3 separate regions of the Hordeum vulgare genome follow, and all the other regions are linked to region 1. A link is a contact called in public Hi-C data. All regions are on one chromosome and are shown on one strand. The core of a region is the stretch at or near the end of the contact, and the rest is flanking DNA. Distances in the headings are between cores, read along the strand shown.

Region 1 (3,511 bases), core at 539-3,038:
TGATATTGGCAAGACTGCTGTGCAGTACAAATCAGAGAGGCGAGCTGCGATGGAAGCGCAAGGATTCAAGATACTTGGAAACTCTGGGGATCAGTGGAGTGATTTGATAGGATTGCCAATGGCAACGAGATCCTTTAAGCTTCCGAATCCAATGTACTTCATCAGTTGATTTTATTGGCGAAACTGGAGAAAATAGCTATTCTTCTCATGCACTACAAACATTACAACCATTTTGATGGCCCCACTCTCAAAGTTGTTTGATTTGGTGATCTTAATTTGTAAAGAATTCTCAAATCACAAGTGTGGAGTCATCTTCAATCGCATCAGTAGCTGGGTTGGGTACCGGTGAATTTACCAGTGTTGTTTATGATAATGTACATATACTTATTGCTCGAAAGTGCATGTTTCCTGTGTATATGAGGGCATTGGTGATACAAAAATTTGAAATTGCACCACAAGTTTACTGAGATCTACCTGGGTTCAAAGATATGAGATTTCAGTTCAATAAACATGATATTGTGCTTGGACTACATTTAGCTCTGCTGATTATTATTGCTAACTGAAAGTGCCAAACTCATTGCTAACTGCTAAGTAACCAAATGTCTGATATTGCACTGTGCTGGATTATACGAACCTCTGTTTATTATACCTGTATTGTTATTCAATCTTGGCAGGCTGTTCTTAGCATCATCAGACTGAGCATAGAGTAATAAAAGATTGGACACAGGTGAAAATGGAAGCAAAATTTGCTTCCAAGAGCTTCAATTGCAGAAAGCTCTACTAGCAAACAAAGACACTTAATGCGGAAGTATTCTTTTTGTCTCCGGTGACTGCATCTCTGGTAGATCTTATCTCATCCCATGTTACAAAACCTTGCATCACCTTTAGCTAGCATATCATGTCTACTGCACAACTCTTTCTTGCTCTGGTAAGCAGGTGGTTTACCGCTTCTGAGAGAAAGGCCCCTGCTCCATGCTCTTGACGGCCCCCGGCCCGAAGAACCCATGGGCGCCAACTTCTTCGCTATCGTCTTGCTGAAAGGTCCTGGAGCATGAAGCGAAATCGATGAGCGGCTCGCCTTCCTGCAGACGCGGGCGGTGGTCTTCTTTGCGAGATCTTGCAAGCATTTGACGTCGGACAGAGATGTGAAGGACTGGGACTTCCCTTTGTAGTACTTAGACAGCCCTGTCCTGTGATAAGTGAATTCTTCATTTGTTAGTTTTAATTTCGTTGGGAACAAATGTAGTGGGGTTTGGACGTCGATCCACGCACCTGACGGGAAGGTGCGCCAGCAGCGGCGACAGCTCGTAGAGTGGCCCGCCGCCGTCCCCTTCCAGCTGCATCGCATCCGACGGCGATGACGATGAAGACGACGTAGGATCACCCGCCACCGGGGAAGACTCGGCGTCGTCGTCGTCGTCTGTCAGGCTGGACATGATCGACGAGCACAGCGATCCGCTGGACGCGCCGGAATCAAAGCTGGCAGCCATCGACTCGGACGCCGAGTCGTCCCCGCTGCCGCCGGCGCCGACGATCACGCCTTCACCTCCTCGACGTCGTTCGCCTACACGGTGCTCCCCCATGAAACCTGGGCCTAATGACACATGAACCAAGCAGGCAACGAAATGCGGAGTGTGATATCGCCACGGGTGGAAGAGGCGCCCATCTTGGTCCTGTTTATATTACGCAAGAAGATCGCGGGGAGCCAGGAGGCGATGGGCTGGATGGATAACGGCGGTGGAAATGGAAAGGAGAACGGACGGAGAGAGAATTGTGGGATATGCATGGCACTAAAGGTTTCCGTGGGCGGAACGCCAGCGGAATCCTGAACCCCCGTGGTCGACTCGACCGGATAGGTGAGGAAGGCGGAAAAGGAAGGCGATCGTCGTCATCCAAAATAAGTCTCGGCACGTATCGCTGCTCGACGGACGGACGGACGGACGGACGGATCGATGGATGCTCGTGGCCAGCGCTCCTGTAGGCCGTCGGATCAATGGAGCGCTCATGCATGACGCACGAGTACGAACTGAAGTGGTTAAATGGGAGTGGTTTATTGCTAATTGCGGTAGGGATAAACATTGCATTTAAAGGTCTGGCATGGGTGCGTGTGGGGATAATTAAGGCTTGTGCATGCGTGTGCGTCTCGATTGTGGATGTGATCAGCAGTGCACACGTTCGGAATGTCTTGTCTCGCCACGATTAGCTGACAAAAGATGGAAAGTCTTATCTTGGCACGATCAACTGCCAAGAAATGAACTTAGGACCATGGAGTTATGGTTGGATCCCGGCCCTTGTTGACGGAAGAGTTCAGTTTTCTGTTGTATTATTAAGTTTTATTAGAATTTGTGTTTTATTCAAAGATGCGAGACGGAGGCGAAGGCGACTCTTTGTAGATGGAATAAGGTCCTTTCTGTCTAGCCCTGTTTCGAGGGTGCTCCTAGTATCGTTGGTGTGTGTGTGAAGGTTTGTCTCCGACGGACTTTATGGGATTCGGCCGGCGTTTGTCTTCTGTGGATCCATGTGGATCCGGTCTTCGTTCGTTTTTGTTCGTGTGCCTACATGTTGAATGCTTCTGATCTATTCTTCTCTCCATCAGCGACGATTGTTGTTCTGGTGCGCTCGTCTTATGGGACCTTGACACGATAACTTTTTGACTGTCTACTATAACAAGGTTTGCCCGACTCCGATGACGGCGGTTGTGTTCGGTTCGTTTCAGTGTTTGTAGTCGTCGCTAGGTGGTCTATGGACCTGGATATATTTTTACTTCTCGTATTTTTTGTACTATCTTGACAGTTGATGAATAGATTGAAAGTTTTTCTTGCATTTTTTCATTTGCCCAAAAATGATAAGTCTTATCTGAGCACAAAAAGCTCACATTTTTCGGAAGTTGTCTCTTTTTTCATTCACAGGCATAGCTTCAGTCGTGTATGACTTCTCTTCATGTGAGCGTGATACTTTATGTATGTATTTTAAGGTTGGCCGTGTCTGCTGGAAATATTAACACTTTTTTTATTAGACTAATCCACGAGTAAATAACGAGCACCACAAATACGATATGTACTTCATACTGATACCTAAGCATACTAGCACGTACAGTACATAGAACCGGAATATATACAAATATGGCATATACGGCGAGCACGTGAATGCGTAAATGAGGGATGAACATATCGTACCCTCCAGTTGGTCAGGCCAACTTGCCGACGGCATCAGCAACCTCGATGTCCAGTGGCCTTCTTCTTGGTGGTGACGACGACGACCATGGTGTTGATGCAGAGGAAGTAGTCGAAGTAGAGGAGGGAGGAGACATGGACAGATCAGAAGCAGTCGCGTCGAGACACTCTTCAAAAACCTTATTACCGTTCTCCCAGGCACGATCTTGAACGACAGGGTTCCATAGACACATGCTCTTTCGACCAACAGTGCACGCGGTCATCGGGATGGGATCGCCGAAAGCAGCATACCGAGAGGAACGGTAGATGATGGCTAGGGTTGCATAGTGAGGGAGACG
Region 2 (3,511 bases), core at 645-3,144, 200 kb after region 1:
AAGGTTCGATTTGTCGTTCATCTCCAAGTTAAAGGTTTGTTGTGGAGCGGACCAACCTGTGGTTAGATGGTTAGACGGACTGTGGTATCTTTAGTCCACCAGGGTTCAAGTTCTGGTGTTCGCATTTATTTTTGATTTTATTTTAAGATTTTTAGCGATGCACATTTAGTGGGAGTAGACGTTTCCGTCGACGACGAGGTGACTACGGTTACTTCGTAAATTTCAAGATGATATGCCGACTCAGTCTATCTAAGGTGTTCATAGAAATAAGGTGTGCATGTGTGCATGTATCATTTATGGGAAATTCTATCTAGAAGCGCCGCACCGTGGACATCCGATGCGGCGGCTTGTGTGTTCTCTTGCATGCATGCATGCATGCATGCAATGATGTCATCAGATTCATTCTAAATGATCAAAATTCAAAAACTTTTATCTCTTAAATCGTTAATTCGATCGATGATCCGTTTTCACCGTTGACTTTGTTTCGACGAAATCTTCAAAACTAGATCCCATGTCGACATGTTTCGACAACTTTTTTTTCTCATAATTACCACATTTGTTGCACTTACTTGTCATATTAGTAAGTACTTACTTGTCTGATAAAAAATAACTTAATCACCAAACATTTTTACGTGTAAATATGACATCTTGACGTAATCAAAATGGCAAGCACAAACAACTTTTTAAGTGATTACACACAAAAATATAACAACTCAATATATTTAAAGCCGATGACCACCAAAAAATCTTTTTTGGTCATCGTTTGTAAATATGACAACTCGGCATAGTTAAACTAGCATCTTGACAATTAAGTTTTTGTAAAATTGGCAACTATGCAATTTTAAACTACTACTAGTAGCACTAGTACTAACGAGATGCATTTAGCTAGTGAATAAGGTCTACCAACACATGTTTTGTGTGAGACACTTTTTCTATCGATTTTCTGTGTGACGCTTTGCATGCAATGCATATTTTTATGATGCCATCTGCATATCCTTCTAGCCCACACTGCTGTGTGCTGCAATATGGATACATGCGACACATGATTCACATCGAGAAAAGAATGGCAATTAAGTTATTTTCTTTTGCACAAGTAAGCGACTAATAATACGACAAGTAAGTCTAAAAATGTGGCAATTATGGACGTAGAAAAAAGTTCTTAAAACATGTCGACATAGGGTTTAGTTTTGAAGATCTCGTCGCGACAAAGCCAACGGTGAAAACGGATTGTCAATTAGATTAATGGTTTTAGAGATAAAACTTTTTAAATTTCAAATCAATAAAGAGAATCTTGCTGACGTCATTGCATGCATGCATGCATGGTAGGGAGATAGAATTAGCCGCCCCATGAGAAGACTAGCATACGGCGCCGCTGTGTAGTTAAGTCCATCATTTATAGGGATGCTTGTATTCATGTGTATATGATCATTTGCATCTGTAGCGTATTAAAAAGGAAAAAGGTTTGTTGTGCACTCCTTCCTGCCAGACCACGCCCAGCTAATTCATGCGGGAACATAATCACCCACCCTCACTCACGGGTCAAAACAACTCGACCGCTCCCCACAAAAGCTCCTCCCAAAGTCGTATGCATAGACCCGGGGCCGGCGGCAAGGAAAAGGAAAAGATCTCGACGCACCGCACCGCCTTGCATCCCTATCCCGCTTCCCCCTTTTCCACCCGCGTGTCATGCCAGCGCCACGCGCCAACAGATTCAGAGGAACCTGCTGCGAATACGCCCCGCTTCCGCTTCCGCCGCGTGATTACCGCGCCGGATCCCACCAGTCCCCACACCCCCACAGTCCTCCACGATCAAACAACCCTCGCATCTCACCCCCTTAATCGCTCGTAAATATCCAATAAACCCCCGGGAAAAATCTCGCTCTAAATCCGAGTCCGCGAGACAAGACAGATAACCCAACCGCCCCCCCCCTCTCTGTTTCTCTCTCCACTCTGCCCTGCCCTACCTATTCGCCCCCCCCCCCCCATCGCCTCCGTCCCCTCCCTCCGCCCACGCCGGAGCCGGTGCGGCTGCCCGCCGTACCGCCTCCTCCCCCCCCCCTCCGGCCGGCCGGCCGGATCCGTGTCCGTGCCCGATCTCGAGCCGCGTCCTCGTCTCCCGCCCGCCGATCCAGCCGGGGTTTCGATCCGATCCGGGCGGCGCGATCCCGTCGGGCTCCGTGGGGGCGATTCTGCGGCCGGGGGCTCGGATTCAGGGGGTGGGGGGTTTCCCCGGGTGATGAAGGTTTCCGCGTCCTTCTTGTTTGGACCCGTCTATCGCACGACCCCCCTGCTCGTGTCCGACTAGTACTCGTGCTTCCTTTGAGGGTCAATATAGAGGTGGCGGTCGTGGGCTCTGGTTTCATCCGAGGCAGGTCGTGCTCTGTTCCGTTTCGTGCGAAAAGCTTCGATTTTGGGGCGGCTAGCCTCGAATTTTGTCAACCCTTTTCAGTGCTCCGAGGCGCCGATCTGTGCGATTTAGCGTTTCCTGTTCCGTTAGATTTTGTCCTGAAGGCGGCTTGTCCGGGAGTGAGGATTACTTGCTTGCATCATCTTAGATTAGAGGTGCTGCCGTTGTTGTGTGATAAATGGCGACCTCTAATAAGCCAATATCACTGGCTGGGCCATTGGACGCTGATGTCCAGAGGACAGCGGAGTTGAACAAGGTTAGTAGTAGCTACTCATTCAGTTACTGATTGTTTCCCAGAAGATGATTTTGTTACTCAAGACTGTTTTATTTGTTACCATAATTGCAGTTTTTGGTTGAAGCCGGCCTATATGAAAGTGCCGATGAGTCTGCTAGGCGGGAGGAGGTGCTGGGGGAGCTTGACAAGGTGTTTACTTTCTTGCAACGCTGTTTCTTACCTGCTTTTGTATGATATATAAAAAGGACACACAGTTGGATGTGAATCTTTGACTATTTTGTTCTATTGCTTACTGATTGAAACAATGCTTGCTAGATTGTTGACTGCTGAACAAGGCCCTTGTTTGAATTTGCAGATTGTAAAAGTTTGGGTGAAACAGTTAACTAGTCAGAGAGGATATACTGATCAAATGGTTGAAGAGGCAAATGCTGTGCTTTTCACCTTTGGGTCATACCGTCTAGGGGTAAGTGTATGTGTTGCTTTCTACCATGCATATTATAGCTTAAAGTTTCTATCGCATCAGGCCTGTTAAAGCAGCACTGTTTTGCTGGGCTACCTTTGTTTTTGTTTGATAATTAGTTGAATGATTGCTTGCTTGAGTAGCCACGGGGTTTCGGTTTAGACTGGCATTTTGGGTTGGTTATATAGCATTTTTGTAATATATTGGTTTCTGAACAAGCCATGGAAACAAGTATAACTTGAAACTGATTTTATTTTGGTACAAACTGAACTAACATTTGTTGCATCTGTGTGAAGAAAAGAAACACATAATACTATGGAAGTAGGCACCAATTCGAACAAAGAATCTGTGATCCAGATATCTTACCAATTTGGTTGATGTTGGCAACACAGGGTAGGTGATGCCAGAC
Region 3 (3,511 bases), core at 381-2,880, 160 kb before region 1:
GGAGCACGGCATGCGCTCGGCCGACACCGGAGCGAAGCGTGTTTAAGGAGGAGCGAGAGAAATGACATTGGATCTCGGCGCGGCCCCCCTTCGCACACAACCCAGCCCGCCCTGCTTTATCGCCTGGGATGGAGCACGGGCGCGTTGGTTTGTGTGACTGGAGAGGAGAAGAAGGGGAGCAGCGCTGCTATGGGACGGGGCGGCGGCAAGTCATGCATGGGCGGATGTTGATAGAGAGAAGATGAAGGAGCACCGCTGCTAGAGGAATGACGATGTGGATAAGGGTTGCTATCCTTGAGTGGGAGATTGCTCTCGGTGGGGAGATTGCTTTTTTAAATGGCTGCACCTACGACAAGCTGCTGGAGTGCTAGCACGTTTACAATATATTTTTTAAGTGAGCATCCATTACAATTACTTGCTTTTGTTTGTTGTTATTGTCATATAACATTATCAAGATACAATATTACACATAATTTTTTTTAAGGAAAAAGATATTCGAAGTCCATCGGGAGATCTTGACAAGTTAAATATTACTCAACTATGTATGTCACCGATATCGTTGACGAGACAAGGAGGAGAGAGGGAGGGAAGAAGAGTAGAGAGAATGTGACAACAGTGCATCTTGCCCGCGTCGTGTTTAGCCCCGCACGTCAGCTGGGGGACCACTCCCCTTTGTTTTACGATCTTTCCCGCAACTCTGCATGCTCTAATCATAATCTCAACGAGTCCAGATGATGATGTTCAGAAAAATGCTCATCTTGGCGAGGGGTTGTGCTCCTACTGCTAGCGGCAACTTGTCAAAAAAAGCACGTCAAGCATTGTAAACTCTTTATCTACATGTCATCATATTTCTGAAAGTGAGAATGTATAAATATATATACCTACTAATAAAGGAAATATATATTCTTAGTCCTTCATGTTATTTTATGGAAAACCCCCTCATGTTTCTGACGTTAAACTCGCAGTACATATTAAATATTTTAAAAACACTCATATCTTCTAAACCGTAACTCTAAATTTAACATGTTATATATGAATTTTGATTAGAAAAATATGTAGAATCTGAATATGATGTTATTTTACCTCTTAACATTTTGAATTTTTTTTATCTAGGATGCAATCTTAATCAATAATGCATTACTTGTCTTTCTTTCATACCGGTACTGATTTGGATTGTGGATGAACATCTCAGCAAAATCAGAATTAGACACGAAATTGAAGATCAATTGTCCGTTTCTTTGTACGTATTAAATCTACATACAAGCCGTATTTAAATAGAAAATCAGTGGAATCTTGAACTGTATTTTTGTAGGTTAAAATCATCTTTGTTTGGATCGTAGCTACACATACTCAAATTATAAACCACCTTTTGTAAATTAAGAATGTGTGATATTTTTTTTTTCCCGTTGCAACGCATGGGTCCTTTTGCTAGTACCATAAAAGAAAATGTGCCGACAATATTCACGATGCTTCAATACTGTATGCATTGGCCATTGGCGAGCTGCTCCATGGAACTAGTGTAGTGGGTAGCCCCAAGAGAGAAGCCCCCCCACCTGCTGCACCTGCACGCAAACTACGAGTCCGGCGTGGGGAGCGGCGACAAAAACCAAGCGGAAGACAGCGACGACCCGCGACGGTTGGATCGTTGCATAGATCAGGGCAATGTCAACGTCATCGATCCGCCTTCCCATGGTGGTGTCCCTCCCGTTCATGACACGCATGTTCCACGCCTCCCCTGTCGACGGCGAGGGCCCTCTCTCCCCCCTATATACCCTAGATCCTCCACCCACCTCGGTACGTAGCGCGACCCAGCCGCCGGCCACCGCCGTAGATGGAGCCCGGGGAGGAGGCGGGGAGCGCCGGCCATCTCGTGCCTCTCCTCGACGACCACGGCGGCGGCGGCGGCGGTGGCTTGGACGCGTCCCTCCTGCGCCGCCTCTACGTCGGCCACTTCCTCGCCAGATGGGGTGCACGGTACGTACGTGCGCGCCTTCACCTGTTCAATTCTACCGCCCTTATTTGATCGCGTCCTCGTTCCAGTATGTGGGAGTTCTCCGTGGGGCTGTACATGATCCGCATCTGGCCGGGCTCGCTGCTCTTGGCGGCCGTCTACGGCGTCGTCGAGTCCTCCTCCGTCGTCGTCTTCGGCCCCATGGTTGGCGCCCTCGTCGAGAGGCTCACGTATCTGCAGGTTTGTGACCTGTCAGACTGTTCAAGTTTTCCAACGCTCAGTGTTTCCAGACCATGAGAATTTGCTCACTGGACATTGTTAATTCTGTATTTGAATGTCTTCCTTGGAAGACGTGGTAATTATGAACTTTTGGGGAAATTACCGTGTGACGTCATGGAATTTCCATGGCAAAATCATCTACTCCCTCTGTTCACTTTTATAAGACGTTTTAGACATTTAAACACTGCCTAAATCAGTACAAAGCAAGCTGTTCGAAAGTCTTGTAAAACCGAAAGGAGGGAGTACTAAAACCTACTGGTGATTATACAGAAAGATTCGATGTGTATCATTCTCTCCAGGGACAACCCCCAATAGGAAAACTCCAAAATATTATCATGGGTGTAGAAGACATATGACATCTGTATGCCCCACCTCAACGTCCAAATCCTATTTTTTTGACTCCACTATCTCTAGTTCTCTTAACAAACAGCCTGCAACTATCCACATCATCTTTATTAGATAAACTCATGTCATTAGCCCTTGGCATGAGGTATGCAGAATTTTAGGTGTTAACGCTACACATTGATCGTTGGAATTTGTACTAAAGAGTGAAAATATGAATCAGAGAGGGCAAGGCATGCATAGAAGTATGAGAAAGGTGTAACAACACCTGGGTGCTGAAAATCCACTCTCAGTGAAGTATTGGCTAACATGTCCTCTATTCCCAAATACTGAATTATTTTTTCATCGGAAACAATGAATTTCTTCAATACTTTTTGGAGATAGGTCTAACAAAATAAAAGAGAGAACGCCATATGTTAATTTGGCTTGAGATATTTCTGCATTAGGGAATTGATTTTAATTTACTGCCAAAATTTCTTGAACTATTAAGCTGCTAACATAACATGTTTTTTTGTTGGGGTGCAATAGCAAAATTTCATTGCTGCATACCACTTGGCGTTTCCGCAATAATGCACGAAGAATCATATAGTGTGTTTTTTTTCTAAAAAGATTGAAGTCTGGTTATTTGCGCAAAATCTTTGGAATCCTAAGAATGCTTATATATCTTGATTGTTTTTGCCAATTATGACCGACGTAATCTAGAATATGGAAGAGAACAGTTATTCCTGCCTATGCACTGATGGAAGATTCTGAAAAGATAAAGGGAAAACTGAAGTAAGCGTTTTCCAAAGGCAAAAATGAAACTGACCTGTGTTAATAATAGCTGGCAACTCATACTGCATAACAATGAACCGAACTAAACAATAGTGTAACTTTCTTAGCCAAATGTGGCATAAAACCAAATAAACCATAGTAAGTACCATCAAACTGTAAACATAT

Evidence for each region. Hi-C and Micro-C count contacts between places; a contact is called where the count stands out from the background.
Region 2: a Hi-C map of seedling shows a contact between it and region 1, with 6 times the contacts expected there. The contact joins the promoter of LOC123410067 here to the promoter of LOC123410731 in region 1. A contact is called at or near these places in 5 of 6 Hi-C or Micro-C datasets (leaf and seedling) and 1 of 1 datasets of contacts at active chromatin or transcription factors (embryo).
Region 3: a Hi-C map of leaf shows a contact between it and region 1, with 2.1 times the contacts expected there. The contact joins the promoter of LOC123409730 here to the promoter of LOC123410731 in region 1. A contact is called at or near these places in 2 of 6 Hi-C or Micro-C datasets (leaf and seedling).

The regions. Positions count from the first base shown.
Region 1 is chr7H:515,003,049-515,006,559 of MorexV3_pseudomolecules_assembly, forward strand. It overlaps LOC123410731, which reads right to left and starts at 1,789. Exons shown (of 2, transcript XM_045103669.1): 1 at 1,273-1,789; 2 at 727-1,190. The coding sequence starts at 1,583. The coding sequence ends at 854. LOC123410730 (acid phosphatase 1-like) reads left to right here. Exons shown (of 3, transcript XM_045103667.1): 3 at 1-467. The coding sequence ends at 169.
Region 2 is chr7H:515,204,141-515,207,651 of MorexV3_pseudomolecules_assembly, forward strand. It overlaps LOC123410067 (nuclear poly(A) polymerase 4-like), which reads left to right and starts at 1,895. Exons shown (of 12, transcript XM_045102957.1): 1 at 1,895-2,663; 2 at 2,754-2,831; 3 at 2,998-3,105. The coding sequence starts at 2,586.
Region 3 is chr7H:514,847,570-514,851,080 of MorexV3_pseudomolecules_assembly, forward strand. It overlaps LOC123409730 (solute carrier family 40 member 1-like), which reads left to right and starts at 1,631. Exons shown (of 7, transcript XM_045102590.1): 1 at 1,631-1,974; 2 at 2,041-2,191. The coding sequence starts at 1,832.